2 separate regions of the Sus scrofa genome follow, and region 1 is linked to region 2. Evidence: chromatin contacts called from public HiChIP or PLAC-seq data. All regions are on one chromosome and are shown on one strand. Each heading gives the region's core, a stretch centred on a gene start, on an enhancer-like site or on the middle of the called end of the contact. The rest is flanking DNA. Distances are from core to core; before and after follow the strand shown.

The links. HiChIP or PLAC-seq counts read pairs in DNA pulled down with a chosen protein or histone mark.
Region 1: an H3K27ac HiChIP or PLAC-seq map of skeletal muscle shows a contact between it and region 2. The contact joins the enhancer-like site here to the promoter of RBM39 in region 2. A contact is called at or near these places in 5 of 47 Hi-C or Micro-C datasets (embryonic fibroblasts, fetal heart ventricle, fetal skeletal muscle and 1 more) and 2 of 2 datasets of contacts at active chromatin or transcription factors (alveolar macrophages and skeletal muscle).

Annotation. Positions count from the first base shown.
Region 1 is chr17:39,186,563-39,189,596 of Sscrofa11.1, forward strand. The region is part of intron 9 of PHF20 (PHD finger protein 20); the gene reads left to right. Among named protein-coding and RNA genes, the nearest start is that of CNBD2, 57 kb to the right of the region's middle. Within about 2 kb of position 1,354, at least 2 of the 83 cell types and tissues checked have an H3K27ac peak or open chromatin away from gene starts, as enhancers often do. A contact at or near this core is called in skeletal muscle, where this site is marked.
Region 2 is chr17:39,063,332-39,066,250 of Sscrofa11.1, forward strand. RBM39 (RNA-binding protein 39) reads right to left here and starts at 1,472. Exons shown (of 17, transcript XM_021078281.1): 1 at 974-1,472; 2 at 305-368; 3 at 1-80.

The sequences.
Region 1 (3,034 bases), core at 104-2,603, 120 kb after region 2:
CCTTAACCGCTAGGCCAGTAGGGAACTCCTTTTCTTTCTTTTTATATCCACATGGACTGATGGATTCTTTTGTTCTCTGGGTTACAGTCTGTCTCTATCATTATTTATTTTAATCAATTATTGTCCCACATTTGGCCAGTGGGAGCCCTTCAAACTGGTTCCTTTGTCATCTTTACTTTGTGGCATAACAAGATGTTCCAAGCTTATATTGTTCTTATCCAATCTTGGATTCAGTCTTTTCTGTAAGAAGCCCTTTCTCCACTTTACATGGAGAACTGTAGTGAGGAACCAAGAGCTGAGTGCTAGGTGTGCTCATGGCTCCTGGGGCATACAGAGAAAATGTGAAAGTTCCTCTTTACTACCTGCTTTCCTAGCTTGAGCTCCTCACTAGAGCTGCCAACAGTTTGATATCTATCCTTATGGTTTCCTTTCTGTGCTTTTTTTTTTTTTTTTTTTTTTTTTGTCTTTTCAGGGCTGCACCCACGGCATATGGAGGTTCCCAGGCTAGGGGTTCAATCGGAGCTGTAGCCGCTGGCCTACGCCACAGCCATGTCAACTTGGGATCTGAGCTGCGTCTGCGACCTACACCACAGCTCACAGCAACGCTGGATCCTTAACCCACTGATCAAGGCCAGGGATCGAACCTGCCACCCCATGGTTCCTGGTCGGATTCGTTTCTGCTGTGCCACAATGGGAACGCCTCTGGGCATTTTTATAATACGTTTTTTCCCATGTGTAACCATATGTGGGGTCATAGAATATGTACTGATCAACTTCCTTTTCTGACTTGATAATGTATCTTGACATGATCCATATCAGTAAGTACAGAGCTACTTCATTCTTTTAAATGGCTTGTTAGAATTATATAGTGTAGACTTCTCATAATTTACTATCCCTCTGTTTATGGACACTTTGTTTTTTTTTTAATTCTAAGCATTTGACTGGATTTGCTGTGAATATTTAAATTTGTTCATGTTTCTCTTTGGTTGCTTTTTGATGCTTCATAGCTGAGAAAGTTTTTCCTTCATAGACCTGGAAAATGTTTTATTCATAGTATTTGAAGTACATGTCAAAAAAGTATTAAACTATAGGGGTCATGTGGTATCCTCATTGACAAGAATACCAGCTGTATTAGGGGTTGGTTCTGAGGGAACACAGGACAATGAGCCTTATCCTCTGGCTGGAGAAGTGACAGATAGCAAGATCCAGGAGCAGCTCTGCAGTGCTAAAGATAGGGTGCAGCAAATTGTTGTTTGTGCCAGGTGTTGATAGCATGTGGTGCCTGCAAGCCAGGGCCATCTGGACGCCTTCATGCATTTGGAACGAGCTAAGTCTGGGTGGCAGTAAAGACTTGGCTCAGGTGGGTAGGAATGGCAGGGAGAGGGCACACCATTAGCAGAGGTGCAAGCTATGAGAGTGTGAAGAAGCTATTCCTGGGGCCAGGAATTGGCCGGGGCAGCTGCTGAGGCCCATTTTGGATTAATTAATAGGAGATGAGTTTGGAAGGTAATATGGTGCTCAGAATGACATGGGCTTAGAATACCAGACTGAGTATTGCTAGCCAGGATGAATACCATCATCATAGTCATCCGACTCTGAGGTTTTGAGGTACAGGCAATGGACATACAAAAACCCCAGCTATATGGAACATTATTTCTAGGCCAAGCTTTAGAAAACATTGTTTAAAAACTTTTTTTTTTTAAGTAAGAAAGTAATAAGTGCTTATTGTAAAAGGAAAAGTATAAAGCATTACCCAAACAAATAGAAAACAAGTGGGCTTCTGATTCTACTCACTTGCTATGTGACAGTATTCACAAACATAGCTTAAAACAACATATTTACTTTCTCACAGTTTTTGTGGGTTAACTGTTCAAGCACAGCTTAACAGGCTTCTCTGCAAGGCTGCCATCAAGGGGTTGACCAGGGCTGTAGTCTTATCTGAAAACTCTACTGTGGAAGGATATGCTTCCAGTCTCACAGGTTGTTGGTAGCATTCAATTTTTTGCAGGTTGTCAGACTGAGGGCCAGCTTTTTTGTGGGCACTCTCAGTTCCATGCCACATGCATCTGAGTAGCTCACAACATAGCAGCTTGTTTCATCCAGCCAGCAAGTGAGATGGATGCTACAATCTTAATAATCATGAAAGGGACACCCTCTCATCTTTGTCTGTTCTATTAGAGGCATGTTATAGGTCCTGCCCACACTCAAGGGGAGGGGATTACACATGGATGTGGGTACCAGGAAGCAGGGATTATTAGGAGACATTTTATAGTCTATTTCTACCCCCCCACCAAAAAACCCCCACAAGCATTCCTTAGTGTTATACCAAACACCATTATTAAAAGCAAATTCAAGGGAGTTTTCCTGTGGTGCAGCTGGTTAAGAATCACTGCGGTGGCTCAGGTCAGGAGTTTTATCCTGGGCTCAAGAACTTCCTCATGTTGTAGATGTGGCCAAGAAAAATAGCAAATTCAGATTCTGTGGACCATTTTTCCTCTCATATACTAAGGTATAGTAGTAATTTTGGAGAGGCAAGAGCAAAGAGTGACTTGAGATTTTAAGTCTGGTAACCTAGGACAGAGCTCTGTGCTTTGCCTCAGTTCTTGCAAATGAAAATCTGTTAAACATGAGGGAGAGCACAGAGTATTTAAATGGTAATACCCGTAACTATTCGCAAATATTTATTTCCGTACTGCTTTCTAAAACAGGAATAAATTGTTTTCAGTAGTATACCTTCTATTCCAAGGATAATTCGATTGCCCATAACTTTTGAACCAGGTTCCCTGGAGGATTTAATATACGTATTTTCTGCACGTTGTCTCCTAGTAACTGCTTTTCTGTTGACAAAGGGCCATAGTATCCCAAGAGTGGATGATGTCACTTAGCTGGTGCCATCAGTGACATATGTTCCAAATGAACTATCTTCCTGTTGGGAAATAGACACTGTGTGTGAGACATGGAATTTCTGTAGACAGTGGCCCAGCAGGCCCTTTTGGCAGCCAGTGACTCTCCTGGTTTTCTTTTTTTTTTTTTT
Region 2 (2,919 bases), core at 222-2,721:
TTACTACCTTATGATTGACAGTTCACACTGGAATCAAAGGTGAATTCATGGGAGTAGAGGTGAGATATCGTTAGGCAAGTCTACAAAGAGAGATAGATGGGCATTTATTCATCACGCTGAAGTGAAACTACTGCACAATATTATTACATCAATAGCATATATTTACTTTTGTAAGTTATAGTAATGCATCTCTGATAAGATAAATCAAGAGGGCTCCGGGAGGTTAGTCTACATTTCAGCAGTAGTTTCGTGAATATTGCTAAATTAAGAAATAGATAAACCTCACCGACATGTTTTTTCTCACCTTCTTGTAAGGAGCCTCAAGCATTGCTTCAATATCAATATCGTCTGCCATTTTCTCTAAACGCCTAGAGTTAAGAATGAAAATTAAGTGAGTAAACATTTAAAAATTCTGCCAGATTTCCTTCTTACCCGACGTACTCCAAAACTTAACAAAAGCCACAAAGATTGATTCAAGTGGGACTTTAGCAGGCTTGGCAATCAAACATGAAATGTCCCCAAGACCGGTAACGCTAAAGCGGATTAACTACCCGATTTTTAAAAATCCTACTTACTCAAAAACAGAACCCAAGACCAACGAGCGAAAGCGCCTCTTTCCGCGCAAAACCCGCGCTGCCATTTTAGGGGCAAAGGGAAACTCCCTTAGTTGGGAGGGGTTGTGTGCCATGGCAGCGTTCGGCTGGCGCCATGTTGGGAGGTCGCGGCCGGCCCAGGCCTCCAAAGGACAGGTCCCCATCTGCCCGCGGCCCCTCTAGAACCCGTACCACCCCCAAACTCTGAAATCTCCCCGACCGGAAAAGGGCGCGGTCGCCGAAATTTAATCTATTTCTGGAGAACTGCTCCCCCACCCCAATCCCGCCGCATGAGACGGCCTAAGAAGTGCCCATCAACCCAGAAAAAAACCAAACTCAAAAAAACGCTAACATTATGCGAATCCGCGACGCCCCCTTACCTGCGTGGCCTTTCGGGCCCCTGCGGTGCTTGGGTTCGGAAAGAGGGGGGCTGCTGCTGCTGCTGCCGCCGCTGGTGCAACTGTTAAGCCGCTAGGCCCAGGCCGCGATACCGCCCAGCCCGAATTTCGGGCTCCAAGAGCGGATAGGCCCAAACGAATCTAAAAGAAACAATGGGATTAAAGGAGCCCACGCGGGAGTTATGGATGGCGGCTTCGGCAGCACCGGATCCACCCCTGCGACAGCTTCGGCAGGCTCTCTGAAATGGCGGCCGCTGCTTCCCCGTACTCACATTCAGCAACACACATACACACACACAAACACACGGGGCCTCACAGAGCCCTCAGCACGGGCTCTCGCGAGACGTTGCCCCTACTCCTAGGCCAGAAAGGCCAAAACATCGCGAGAATAAGCATGGGGCCCTAGTGACCATAGCCCAATCTCGCGCAATGATTGCGCCACAGATATTCCCATCCCCCACCCGGGGAGCCGCTTTTGACTCCCCCCTCCAGATAGTCTTCCTCATCTCGCGAGACGGCGCGAGTCGCTAAACGCGAAGGCAGTTGGTGCATTTTTTGTCAATCTGATACAAAACTCTAAGCTGAATGGAGCTCTGTGGTTGCCGCCTCCTCGCGACACCACCCCATAACCGTCTGAAGGTTTCTCCCTCAGAGATGACGGCTTCTCCCCTCCCCCGCGCCCCCCACCTAGATGTCCGTCAAGGTCGCCATAAAGCGACCTAATCCAAATGGTGGATGAATAAAACGAAAACGAAAATCATATGTGGATTTTCCGGCAGGGGCGAGAACGGAGTGAAAATCATGTAAGAGATAAGGCAAGAGGAGATGTACAGGGGCAGGGGGCTAAGGCTGTAGAACAGAAATTGGGTTTCCTCGGCCTTTGGAGCCACTGGACTAAGGCGCTGCGTCTTCTGTCGATCTTCAAAACAGTAGTGGGAAAAGGCAAAGAGAAGGTGAAAAAATACTGCTTTCCTTGGCAGGGGACCAAGTTTGTGCCCTCCGAATTTATAGTCTGGCCTTGTGTCAGGGTTGCTATTGTTTCTTCAAAAATATCCCCCATTCCCCTGGGACTTGGACCCTCCCTCCCAGATGCCTGGCAGAGTATATAGATTCACCACTTGTTCTTTGAGCTACAGTGCTGCAAAAGAGAGGGGAGCAGACAGGTCACTGACCATAAAGCTTTTACCTCTAAGATAAAAATGTTTAGGAGTTCTCCTGTGGCAAAGGGGGGTAAGGAGCCCTCATTTCTGCTGCAGCAAGTATTGGATCCCCACCCCCTACCCCGGAGCAATGGGTTAAAGATCCCAAACTGCCAGGGTTGCCGTAGCTGCAGCTCGAATTGGATCCCTGGCCATGGAACTTCCATCTGCCACGGGTGTGGCCAAAAAAAGGAAAAAAATTTTTTGAAAGAAATAGGTAATTTAAAAGCAAAAAATCTTGAAGAAAACTTAAAATATGTTAACAGCTTAACGGTTGAGGGCAAAGATTTGAAATGAGCTTGGGCAAGTGCTCCAACACTGAGTAACCTTGGACAAATAAACTAACCTATCGGAGCCTCTCCTTCATTTCCTCCTATGAAAAAGGTTATAGTTAATAGGCTTAACTTCTTGATCCTGACCTAGGTGAATAATGCTTAACAGCTATTTCTCATCCCTTAGCCGCATACCAGCCAGGTGGATATTGGATGTGAGTGAATGAATGAATGGTCTAATAGGAGTATAGTGAGGATTAATGTGATAGCTGTAAAATGTTTGGCTAATACTTAATCATCAAAAAAGTTATGGGAGTTCCCATCATGGCTCAGTGGTTAGTGAACCCAGCTAGCATCCATGAGGACTCGGGTTTGATCCCTTGTTCAGTGGGTTAAGGATCCCTTGCCGTGAAATGTGGTATAGGTCACAGATTTGGCTCAGTTCCCAGCATTGCTG